Linked DNA regions of Macaca mulatta: region 1 is linked to region 2. Evidence: chromatin contacts called from public Hi-C data. All regions are on one chromosome and are shown on one strand. Each heading gives the region's core, a stretch centred on a gene start, on an enhancer-like site or on the middle of the called end of the contact. The rest is flanking DNA. Distances are from core to core; before and after follow the strand shown. Region 1 holds the start of MTAP (methylthioadenosine phosphorylase). Region 2 holds the start of DMRTA1 (DMRT like family A1).

Region 1 (6,173 bases), core at 2,531-5,030, 600 kb after region 2:
CCTGTTTCAATTACTCTTACTGCAGGTGGTTTTCTCCTTCCCTCAACCTGCCACCCACTCTGCTCCTACAGCAAAGAGGCCCCTCAGCATCTCAGCCTCTGGCCCCCTAACCAGCAGTATCTGGGAGGAAGGAATCCTACACTCACCCTCCTTGGCTCCAAGGAGTCACTCATGGCCCCTTATCGCCCACTTTGAAATGACCCATCTTTTTGCTTTTCCAGGTCAAAAGCAGAAATCATCCTGTTCTTCTTCCCGCACTCCCCACATCTTACCTGCAAATTCTATCCCCAATCTCATTATTCCTCACCATCTCCATGGCTCCCACCCTAGACTTTAGCACCAACACCAAGACTTCTGGCCTGATCTCTTAGCTCTTCCCCTGCCCACTGGCTATTCTGTACACAACAGCCAGGGTAACCATTTTAAAATGTAAATCAAATGCCACCTGCTGCTCTTCAACAGTTTCCAAAACATTTAAAATCAAAATTCTTGATTGTGGTCTATAAGGATGGCCTTATGAGCTGCATCCACCCAATTCTCACTGTGCATCCGTAATTTCCATTCTCACTACACTGAGCTCACTGCTGCAACACCTTGGTTTTTGCTCTCCTACCCCCATCTCTCTCCTCAGGTCTTCACTTGGATCTTTATCCTTATTTTCACTATCAGCTTGTTTAAGTCCATTCAGGCTGCTATAACAAGGTATCTTAGGACTGCATGGCTTATAAACAGCAGAAATTTCTCACGGTCTGGAGGCTAAGGTCACAGCAGATTCAGTGTCTGGGGAAGGCCCACATTTTGGCTCACAGATGGTGTCCTCTCACTTAGTGGAGGGAATAAGGCAGCTCTCTAGGGCACTGATTCCATTCATGAGGGCTCCACCTTTATGACCCAATCATGCCCAAAGGCCCCATCTTCTAATACCATCACATTGGCGATTAGGTTTCAACATACAGATTTTGGAGGCAGACTACTGCACAGCTTAAAACCCACCTCCCTAGGAGTCTTTTCTGACACCCCTCACCCAACGGAATCTTATTGCTGTTTCACTTTCATGTCAGTTGGTTTTCCGCCCTGACTAGAATATAAACTTGAAGAAAATAAAGGCCTTGCTTACTCAAAGATGCATCCCCAGTGTCTGGCAGGTATTCAATAAATATTTTTGAATAGGATTCCACCAGTAGATGGCTAGATTTGAAAGATTTGCCAAATATTATACTGCCAATCCAAAACTCAGTGGAATCTTTCACTTGCATGAGTTAACTGCACCTCTTAAATTGAGAATGAATTTAAGATCCCTTCCCTGTTCATATCTCTATTTTAAAAAGAGAGGTACTTGGGCTGACATTAAAGGAGTACCTAGAACTGGACTGAATGTGTTACATGTGTTACTGTATTTAAATCCAGCCACCTCTCAAAGGACCTGCCAGCGACACCAATGGGGCTCAGACACACATGTGCCTCCTACACCTCTACCTGGGTGGTGTCCAGCGGGCACTGGAGACAGCCTGCTTTCTACTCGCACTCTGCCTCCCTCTTCAAGATGGACATTCTATCAAGTGCTCATTTTAATTGTGCATTAAGTCACAAGAAAACAGGGCAGAGAGACCACACTTCAGATTTCAGAAATGCCTCACATCTAGTTGGTGGAATGCCAGGCTCTAGGCCCAATTGTGTCCTTATCTAGGTCCAGCTGTGTAATTCTGGACACCTTAGCTGACCTTTCTGCGTCTCAACTTTACACCTGCAAAAGGGATTTGTGTGGTTATACGGATGGTCTTGAAGGAACATTTTCCAGTCCCATTATTCAATAATTTGGCAATAGGATGTAGTTTTTTTTAACCTATTTTGCTCTGGACACTGGCACCTCACATTTTCTATACAGAATGTTGCCTTAGAAGTCTGGGGAATATGGTGCTGGCATCATGGAATCTCAACAGCAAAGCTGTCATCTGTTCTAAACTGAAGGAGAAATCAGCAGGCAGTCCTGGCACCATATGTATCTCTTAATTTTATATCCAGAAGCTTGCCAAGATCAAAAATACACATTATTCAATATTTACATCAGGTCTCTGAGAATCACACTGCCCATTCTGCACTTAAATGCACTGCATTAATTTGAAGGGAAACCGTGTGGCAGGGAGAATGCTAATCAGATTGAAGTAAGACTGTTTCAAACACCATCTCTCTATTTTTAATGGCATTCGAAGTGTATTCCTGCAAGGGTAAGGTGAAATGTTGTGGCCTAATGATACCTAACACAATAACTTAATAATTGTTGGGGAAAAGGTCATTCAAAATTAATCTCAGTTCCCCCACTTATAAGCACTACCACTTAATAAGCTTCAACCATGTGCAACATAGACAATTTAATTCTAGCTCTCCCAGCAAATTCGGCAGTAAAATTCTCAGTTTATAGATGAGCACCCAAGAGTAGTCACATACTTCACAAGAGTTTCATGAAAACCATTTCTGCCTTGTTTCCACCAAACCATGAAGGCAGGGGCGAGGCCTTTTATAAATAGTTGCTGGATGCAAGATTCTTCTCAAAATGACAAAATAAGTTTCATATGTAAGTCTGGATGCAACACCCTTCACCATTCCTCTCATTCTAAGTGGCTCATTTAAACCTGCAAGGGCTTAATAAACTAATCTGGCTGATTACACAGTGACCGCAGAGATTCGCCTTCTCCCGGGAAAACTGCAGTCGAGTGTAGGGTATCGAGATGCTCTGGAGAAGATCGCAGACCTTCCTATCCCATAGGTCAAACATTTCTAAAAATCAAACAAGTTAACTGCGTTCTTAGCCAGTAATAAACTCCCTAGAAGAGGTCTTAAGTTTTAGCATCAATTTTTCTTTATGTGCTGTAATTCTCTCTCGGAATACTAACCAGGAGAGAAGTATTTAAAACCCCAGGGAAGCCAGCTGCTACTCTCAGAACTTGTGCCCTCTCCAGCACAAAGCTTCCCACCGCACAATGATTCCTTGTATCGAGACCTCTCAGGGCCTAGGGCACAAGGAAATTGAACTCTAACTTGCAAGGCTGCAAAACAAAGCAGTTTGAAGCCAGACGCCTCCAAACGGTGCAGCCCTAAAAAGGGACGCCTGTACTTTTCGAAGAAAGTCTCAGAACCCCTACAGCATTGCGCTGCTGGGGAAAACTTCAGCACGGAGGCCTACGTTCGGAGGAAGAAGCCGGAAGCATGCAAAAGAGCAAGTAAGCAGTTCTCCCACGTGGGCCACAGGCAGCAAGCAGAGTCAGAGAGCGGAAGCTGGAGTCCCGCAAGGCACTAGGAGATGGTCACAGAAGCTGCAGGCGCCCGGACACCTGCTGGCTCTAGCCGGGTGTCTTTCTCGGGAGAACAGTGGTGCTCAGGAATGGTGGCGGCCTGGGCGCAGCCTCTCCCATCCACGACACCTCTCTCTAAAGGGGTGCCTACGCCCTACGGGCAGCGGGTGCAGATGAGCCAAAAGGTGGTGTGTGTGTGTGTGTGTGTGTGTGTATGTGTGTGTGTATCGGGGAGGGGATCATTCGCAAGCGTACCCTCTCCTCGAGCGGCAAGTGAGTCCCGAGTGCCCAGCCCCGGTCCCTCCCCGCCGCGGCAGGGGCGCGCGGGCCGGGCGTATGGCCCCGGGAGGCGCGGTACGCCGGGGCGGGGGCGAGAAGGCACTCGGCAGGGCGAACCGCTGCGGCTGGGAGGGCTCATCTCACCTTCACGGCGGTGGTGGTGGTGCCAGAGGCCATATCTGCACGGGAAAGGAAGCTGCAGTGGGCGAGCGCTCGGGACTAAGAGAACCAAAGGGACCGAAGAGCTGCAACCGTGCCAACCCCACAGAGCGGGACTGAGCAGTGCGGAGACCCGGGGCGGGCCTTGACTCCTCCTCTTCCTCCCCGGGACAGCTGGATTGGCTGCTTGTGTGGGATCTCCCCCGCCACCCCTTCCCCAAATCGAAGTTCCCGCGTTCCGCCCCTTTTGCAGACCTTTCCGGTTCTCCGGGTTTTTGTCGGGTTTTTTTTTTTTTTTTTTAAATCCCCAGTTGTAACTAACGGATAATGATAATAATGGAGACAATTTATCGAGCGCTGTATTGTTCCAGACTGCGTGTTTTGGACTTTAATTGGCTTACTTAACATTCACAAAAACCCTGTAAGGAACAGCAGCACTCCCTGCTTGGCCCGATATTCGTGGCGTCAGAGGCCTCAGCATTCTGGCCCGGCGGCGTTCCACAAGTTCTCGCGCAAGGGAAAATCCTCACCAAGGACGGAACTGGCCGGCCAGAGATTCTCTCAGGCAGTTAACGCGGGGCGGCTGCCGTGGCGGGGGCGTGGTTTGCACTTCCTACGGCTGCGAACCCACGGGGGGTTTGCGTATTTGCCTTGATTCCTGGAGGACACAGCTGGGATGGACTTGACCCAAGACTCAGGGATGACGAAAGGGAAATAAACAGAGTAACGTACTACTGGATAATCTTTCTGATTTACGAACTATGATTTACTTATCTTCAATGTGAGGAGCGGCTTTAAGGCGTTTGAGACCGTGCGCAACTCCCAGTCTGCTCTACCCGACTGGGGGCATCTTTAACCCTTTCTACGCCGGAGCGCTATCCAGTACACCTGGATTCAGAATCCAGACTAAGGTCTCCATCATTCAACACTAGCAGGACACACACACACACACACACACACACACACACCCCACCACCACCAGCCCTTTACAGGGAGAATCCCTCATGCTCAAAGCCCCCATCCCTTCCCTACTGGGATAATCCAATTTAACCTTCCTTGATGGATTAAGCGTTCTGCAACAAAACAATGGTTGACAAGGATCTTCAGGGTGGACTCTGAGATGTAGAAATGCTGCAAATTAGCCTGGAGGTGGGAGGCAGGCCGAGAAAGGGGATGCTTTCCTCTTACAGTAGCAAAACACGGAAACGAAACACAAGTACAATTTAATTCAAAATACCACTGTGTGATGTTAGCCTCATAGAACCTGTTTACTTAAACAGTATAGACTTTCGTCCTCTTATTACTATATGCTTTAGGTCTAAATTTTCTCACAATGTAAAGTTTTCTTTATTCTGTTACAATAATCTATTTCTTTTAAGTTATAAAATGCAATGGTAAAAGAGGAATGAAAGTAGAATTCGGATGCTCCTTTGAGAAACAGGAGACAGGGAGTCCTTCGTGGATGAAGACAATGTAGCTTTCTAGGGGCCTTTCTGCTGATTGCTCTATTGAGGGGCAGGAAGCCCACCACTCAGAAGTGAACCATTGAGGACACAAGGATGCCCTGGACTTTATGGCTGCTACCTAAGTAGGGGGTTCTAGCCAACTTAAGTGACTTGATATGATTAGCAAGTCCAGTTTCTACTCAGCACTGCCTCTCTGCTAAAAGTTAGACGCTGTAACCAAGTTAGATCTTGTAAGCTTAAAATACCCCTAGGCATAGGAGTTGGAAACTTGGAGAGGACCAGGCTGGACTTCTGGACTTTTCTACTATAACTTGCAGGTAAGGGCTCAAGCATTTGCTCTTGAAGATGTGATGTCTGTGAAGAGGAAATTCTTCTAAAGTTTGAATTTCATATACACTTACATGTGACAAAATATTATTCTACTTTTGATATTTTTCCAACCAGTTAAGATTGTAAAAAAGCATTCTCAGTTCAAAGTTGTACAAAAACAGGTGGAGAGCTGGGTTTGGCTGAGGTCTTTGGCCATTGTTTTCTGCTCAGGGTAGTGCCTGAATCACATGACCCCTTGCTACCCAGACTTGGATAACCCTTGGACAGGCTTGTGAGACAGTGCTTTCTTTAGTGCAGTATCTTTGAAAAGGTAGGCGGTAATATTTTTGCCTTATTTCCAAGTTTTGGGTCATGTTTTTTCTTAACAAGTCCTAAAAAGGAAGACAAAATTTTCATTAATTTTCAATACGCAAACATTTTCAGTGGTCTCCCTTTTTGATTACTATGTCAACAAGACAAGGAGAGTCGGTCTGTCTAGGAGCATAGATTTTGCCCTGCCCTTCTGTTCTTATCCTATAAATCCCCCTCTGTTAATCTGTACCCTTGCTTTTCTGAAGATAATTATAAAGAACTAGGTCATCTTACAATAATTCTGATTATGAAACAGTATGAAGGTTTCAACAGCTTCTCCCCTTTTTGATAATCTCTC
Region 2 (5,867 bases), core at 2,118-4,617:
GAATGCCTCATGTCAATTCACAGACCAGTATTTTTCAAATGTACTATGTGAGTAGAACTTCAGGCAGCCATTGAGCGAAAAATCTGTTGAGATCTGCAGTTTTCACAATTCAAGGAAGGTTTGTAATGAATAGTTTACTGTATAGCTATCATACAATTTCATATAATACAACTTTATAAGTTTTGTACAAGTTTTGGACTTATAAAAAAAAAAAAAGAAAACATCACAGTGATATTTCCACTGCTTAGTAGGCCCTGTGGAGGGCTATGAAGTTCACTAAAATATATCTCCTAACGCAGGAAATGAAGGCAACTGACTTGCAGTCAAAAAATAAGAGAAAAATAATGAAAACTCCTTGGATAAAAAACCTCTAACATTGAACTTTCAAATTCTTACTTATGGTTTTACAAATTACATTTAACAAAAACAATTCAGAGTGAAGGAAGAAAGAAAGAAAGAAAGATGACGGTTTGGTATATTTCAGTCTCTTCCCCACATCAAGCTTGCAACAAATGTTTGCCCCAACATGTAGTAAAGAACGGCATCCCCAACTATCAGAGTTTCCCACGCAAAATCAGCTCTGGTTTTACAGCTGAAAACAGTCCAGATCAGGGAGGATCACCTGGGCCTAGGGAGGTTGAGGCTGCAGTGAGCCATAATGGCGCCACTGCACTCCAGCCTGGGCAACAGCGTGAGACCCTGTCTCGAAAGAGTACAGAGCAGACTCAAACACAGGATCTCTCACTCAGCTTTTTGCTCAATGCCTGCTTGAAGTTCTATCCACACAGTGAAAAGTCAAATCAACTTCCGCATAAATAACCCTACTCCTAGGGTGAATTTGCTCATTTGTTACCATCCATGCTTCACTTTTTCATTATCTTATCACCTGAGGGAACCAACAGTAAACTCCTCCAAAGTGAAGGCGATGTGTCTCTCCCACTTATTAATGTCCATATTGCTGAGCAGTTCCCTAGAACTTAAAGTGCTTCTTTTAAACAACTATTCCTGCCCGCCTAAGGACACGGCGGGTTTCAGAGTTTCTTTCCAGAACAACCATTTCCTTGAGCAAAGAGCAAATGAAAGACCAACTCACCTTGTTTTTCCTCAGGATAATCTTGCTGGAAAACCTCGAAAGCGGGGGTCGCGGAACCACTGGCCTGTCTCAAGGCACCCTGTCCCAGCGCAGCCCCCGCCGCAGGGCCGCCCGCAGACTGTGGATTCTCGGCTCTGCCGCTGCCCCCGGGTGCCCGACCCCCGGGGGGCCCGGAGAGCCCAGAGCACAGGAGCCTCTGTAGCCCCCGGGCTTCGCTCTCCTCCTGCGCCTGCTGCCTGCGCAGCGCCACCTGGGCGGCCATGACGCGCTGTCGCTCGGCGATCAGGGTGCACTTGGCACACGCGCAGTCCCGCCAGCGACAGAAACGCTTGTGGCCCTTGAGCGCTGACACCACGCCATGGTTGCGACAGCGGGCGCACTTGGGTGTCCGCGGGTAGCCGCAGCCCACCGCGCCCACCCCCCTCTCCAGCCCGGGAGGCGGCGGGCAGCCTCCGCTTCCTGAGGTGGCAGCGGCGGCGGTGGCAGCTCGCAGAAAGAGGCTAGGCGGCCGCAGGAACGCTGGGGGAACCTGCATCCCCGATGGTACCGGCAACGCCGGGGATGGGGGCGGAGGGGCAGCCGCCACCACCAGCCCAGGGGCCAGGTGGGGTCGGCCGCTACCGCCTCGGTCTCTGCTGCCACAGTGTGACTGCTCCATTCCCGAGAAGTTTCTGGCTGGCCGTCGCAAGTGGAAAGTGCTCTGACCGCAGCTAACCCTGCTGGGAGGCTGGGGAAGCCGGGGCAGGACGCGCCGTGGTACTACTGAGCCCCACCCGCGCACGAACAAAAGTTTTGCACTCTTTCCACTCGGAGGGAGTTGGGACGACCGCATCCCAGAGCTGGAGAAGCTGAGAGGTGCAGCTGTCCCGTGAGCCTGGCAGAGTCCCGGGGCGCTAAGTTAATGCCCCTGTGCCTCCAGCCAAGAAGGAGAGGTTGGAGAGGCTACCCCGCCCACCCAGGCTCCCGGCCAAGCGCAGAAGCCAGGGGAGGGCCCGGGACAGGGAGTGGGGACCTTCTGGGAGGAGGGCGGCGGGGACTCCGTCCGATGGGCTGCAAATGTCTCCTCCCCCCAAAAAAGCCCGTTTCTCCCACTTGCTTCCCCAGGAGTTCTCGACGTCTATTTTTGTAAACTAGCCTTTGCAGCCTCCCCTTTTACTGCCCTTTTAAAATTAAGCAGAGTTTGAATTTCTCCTTTTCCCGCTTCCACGCTTCTCCTAAGAAAGTATGAAGATTTGGATTTTGAGTTCTCCTTTCGTGTTCCCAGATGAAATCTTCATGTCTGCGGCAGCTTGGCCAGTGTTAGTGGGAGCCCAGCTTGATAGACTACGAATTTGTTATCCACCAGAAAGATGCTTGTTTTAAATGGGTCTTAAGACAGCATCAAAACAATGGATAATTAAGGGAATTGATTCACATTCAGATTTTTTTCATGTATTCTATTTATTTACGCATGCAAATTTGGATTCTGTGTATTATATTTTAAAATGCTGCTGCTTTAAAAAAGTTATAAAACTCCTCTCTGCGCCTATTTATAGGCAGTAATTGTGTTAAAGCTGTTTCAAAAATACTTATGTCTATTGTAAAGTTTTGGAGAAAGTCATTTAGATCATTATTTAAATATGCTGTCATAAATTCTTCACATATGAATTTAATGCCTTTAATTATAAGAAAAGATCAGAAGGAGTTTAAATCAAAAGAGCCTCTGAGAAAATTCATGAATGTTTATTCTTAATGGAAGGTAGCGTCAGCACTCTGCCAGCTCTTCAAGATCCAACCGCCTTGGATAGGTTATTCATTTTCTATCCCTAAGATAGCAAGTAATAATGATATTTTTACCATTCCATCTGTTCACATTCAGAGCAGATATTGCTGATCTACCTGGCCTTTCTCCTACCAACCTACTCAACGCCATCACCACCACTACCATCCTCTCATTCAAACATCCTATCGTAGAGGTTTTCCACCCCTCCTAAGAACTGGAACTACCTAGGGAACCTTTAAAAGAGATGGACACTCCAATCTACATAATGTATTCTGAGTCTTTTCGTCTGTGTCTTAAACTCTGAAGGTGACAATTACATACAGTGTTTAGAACTACCACTCAAGGAATTCATGAACTCTGGGTGTTCTATGATACCCAAACTTTCTCACAACTCTTTATCTTTGCTCAAGTTACTCCTGCCTAAAATGTACTGATGCCTTAACTGTGTACTCACATCCATTCTAGAGGAGATGAATTTTTAGTTCTACATGGATCATTAAAATACAATGAATTACCTAATGAGAAAGCAGTTTTCTTTTCTATTCTTTTTAGGAGCTTCTGGTTACATAATGGGAATGGTCAGCTTAATGCAAGTATGCCTTTTAAATTTTTAAAATACCTTTTAATTGTATTTTTCAATAATAACAAAGAGCAGCAAGTAAAATGTTTACCTAGAATTTAGCGATATTTTTCTGTTTTTATTTGACTTTTAAAGTTATCTTATAATTATATATATTGGTTTTCATCCAAGAAAGTAAATATTGTCTTTATATAAATGTACTTAAGTTAAATATTTGTCAATTTAAATGAAGAATTATGCAGATAATTCATACATGGCAAAAGAAATTAAGGTCTGGAAAACATTGTCTTGGTGGTTTTGGAGTCAAAAAGCATTGCTCTCAAATTCTGGCTCCACTTCTAGTAAGTTACTTTATCTAACTCTGATCCTCAATTTTCTCATTTGTAAAATGAGAATAATCGTATGGTTACTTGAGGATTAAACAAGATAACATACCTAAATCATAATGCATATAATGAGATATATATTTTACTGTTCCTAACACCTAGGTTCTTGACATATATTACTTTTTTTAATGGAAGGGTTTTAAAATAAATATTAATATTTAGGAATGATATTTCAAATGCTAAATAAGAATTTTATTATATTTTAGAAGAACTTCCTTGCCTTAAGTGAACTCAAAAACCACAGACTTGTTATATATATATTGGGCAAATATAGAAGAAAGGTATCCAAAATTGTTGGTGAACCAAAATTAGATTAGTATTAAAAATGTAACCATTTTCATAGTAAGTATCCCATCTTGGACTTTGTGTGATTGGCCTAAGAGGTGACAGTGCTTTGAGGAGAAAAGTTATTGGCCAGGAAATCAAGAGAGATGGGTTCAAATAAGTGGTGTATCTGACAGAAAGTAAGGGCACTTCCAATGACCAGATTTGTGGTGTTGAAAAGTAACTCTATCTTTTTTATCTCGGTCACTCAACTGCAAAATGAAACAGTTGGGTTAAATAATTTCTAAGATTATTTAAACTTTAATAATTTATGACTTTAATACAGACATGTCTAATACAAGATAATTGTGTTTCTAATATACTAGCAATGGAAAATCTGAAATGAAATGAAAAAAAGCTGTTTTACTCTAATTCTGAAGTAGCTCTCTATTACTATAAGACAAAATAGATTTCAGAGTAAACAATATTACTAGGAATAATATTTACTTCATGAAAATACCATAATTCTAAATATTTATGCACCTAATAACAGTGCCTCAAAATACAAGAAGCAAAAACAACTGTAAAAAGAAATAGATATATCCACAATTATAGTCAGATTTCAACATCTTCTTTCAATAATTGATAGTATAGGCAGAAAATCAGTAAAGATATATACAATTTGAACCACACTGTCAACAGATAGACCCAATGAGATATATACAGCACTCAACAACTACAGAATGCTTGTCTTTTTGAAGTGCATATGGAACATTTACCAGTCAAACATATTCTGGACTATAAAAGCAAGGCTGAATAAAAGGATTCAAGTTGTACAAAGTATGCTTTTTGACCACAATGAAATTGAATCAGAAATCAATTAAAGAAATAAATCAAGAAAAGTCCTAAAATGTGTGGAAATTAATAACACATTTTAAAATAACCCATATTGAAAGGATAAGTATAAAGGAAAATAATATTTAAACTGAGTAAAAATGAAAATACAACATATCCAAATTTGTGGGATGCAGTTAAAACTATACTTTGGGGAGTCATTTACATCACTAAACACCTATATTAGTAATAAGAAATCTCAAATCAAGGACTTCCGTTTCCAATTTGGGAAACTAGAAGTCGAGCATTAAATTCAACCAAAATAAGTTGCAAAGGGGAAATAATTAAAAACTGAAGAGAATGTAATGAAACAGAACACAGGGAAATAATTAAAAATAAAATGTAGCCAAAAATTTTTTCTTTGAAAAGATCAATAAAACTGATCTCTAAACTAATCAAGAAATGTAAGGAATAAAAGAGGTGAAAGAACTACAGATTATACAGAAAATAAAAGAGAAATATTATAGACAACTTTATGCTATTAAATTCAATAACTTAGATAAAACAAACCAATTCATTAAAAAAACACAGTTGCTCAAGAAGAAATACATAACCTGAAGCCCTTTATCCAATAAATTGACATAGCTTAAAACATTCTGAGAAAGAAAACTCAAGAATCAGATGTCTGCACTAGTGAATTTTACCAGATATTTAAGGGAGAAATACTACCAATTATACACAACCTCCTGGAAAACATTTCTTAAATCATGGAATATTTACTAGTTCTTCCTAGTTAACGCTAACATTACCCTGAAAACAAAATAAGACTAACATCACATTTTTTATAAAAGCTACAAATATCCCTCATCTATTTGTGATTAAAAAAAAAAAATCCCAGCAAACTAAGAATAGAAAGGACTTCCTCAACCTACCTAACCCATATATTTA

The links. A called contact is a pair of places that touch in the nucleus more often than the background predicts.
Region 1: a contact with region 2 is called in a Hi-C map of liver, with 4 times the contacts expected there. The contact joins the promoter of MTAP here to the promoter of DMRTA1 in region 2. A contact is called at or near these places in 3 of 14 Hi-C or Micro-C datasets (blood, fetal cortex germinal zone and liver).

What each region holds. Positions count from the first base shown.
Region 1 is chr15:77,385,443-77,391,615 of T2T-MMU8v2.0, forward strand. MTAP (methylthioadenosine phosphorylase) reads right to left here and starts at 3,781. Exons shown (of 8, transcript NM_001261737.1): 1 at 3,714-3,781. The coding sequence starts at 3,746. It overlaps LOC106993734 (a long non-coding RNA gene), which reads left to right and starts at 3,866. Exons shown (of 4, transcript XR_003723249.2): 1 at 3,866-5,511.
Region 2 is chr15:76,783,672-76,789,538 of T2T-MMU8v2.0, forward strand. DMRTA1 (DMRT like family A1) reads right to left here and starts at 3,368. Exons shown (of 2, transcript XM_001106627.5): 1 at 1,094-3,368. The coding sequence starts at 1,925.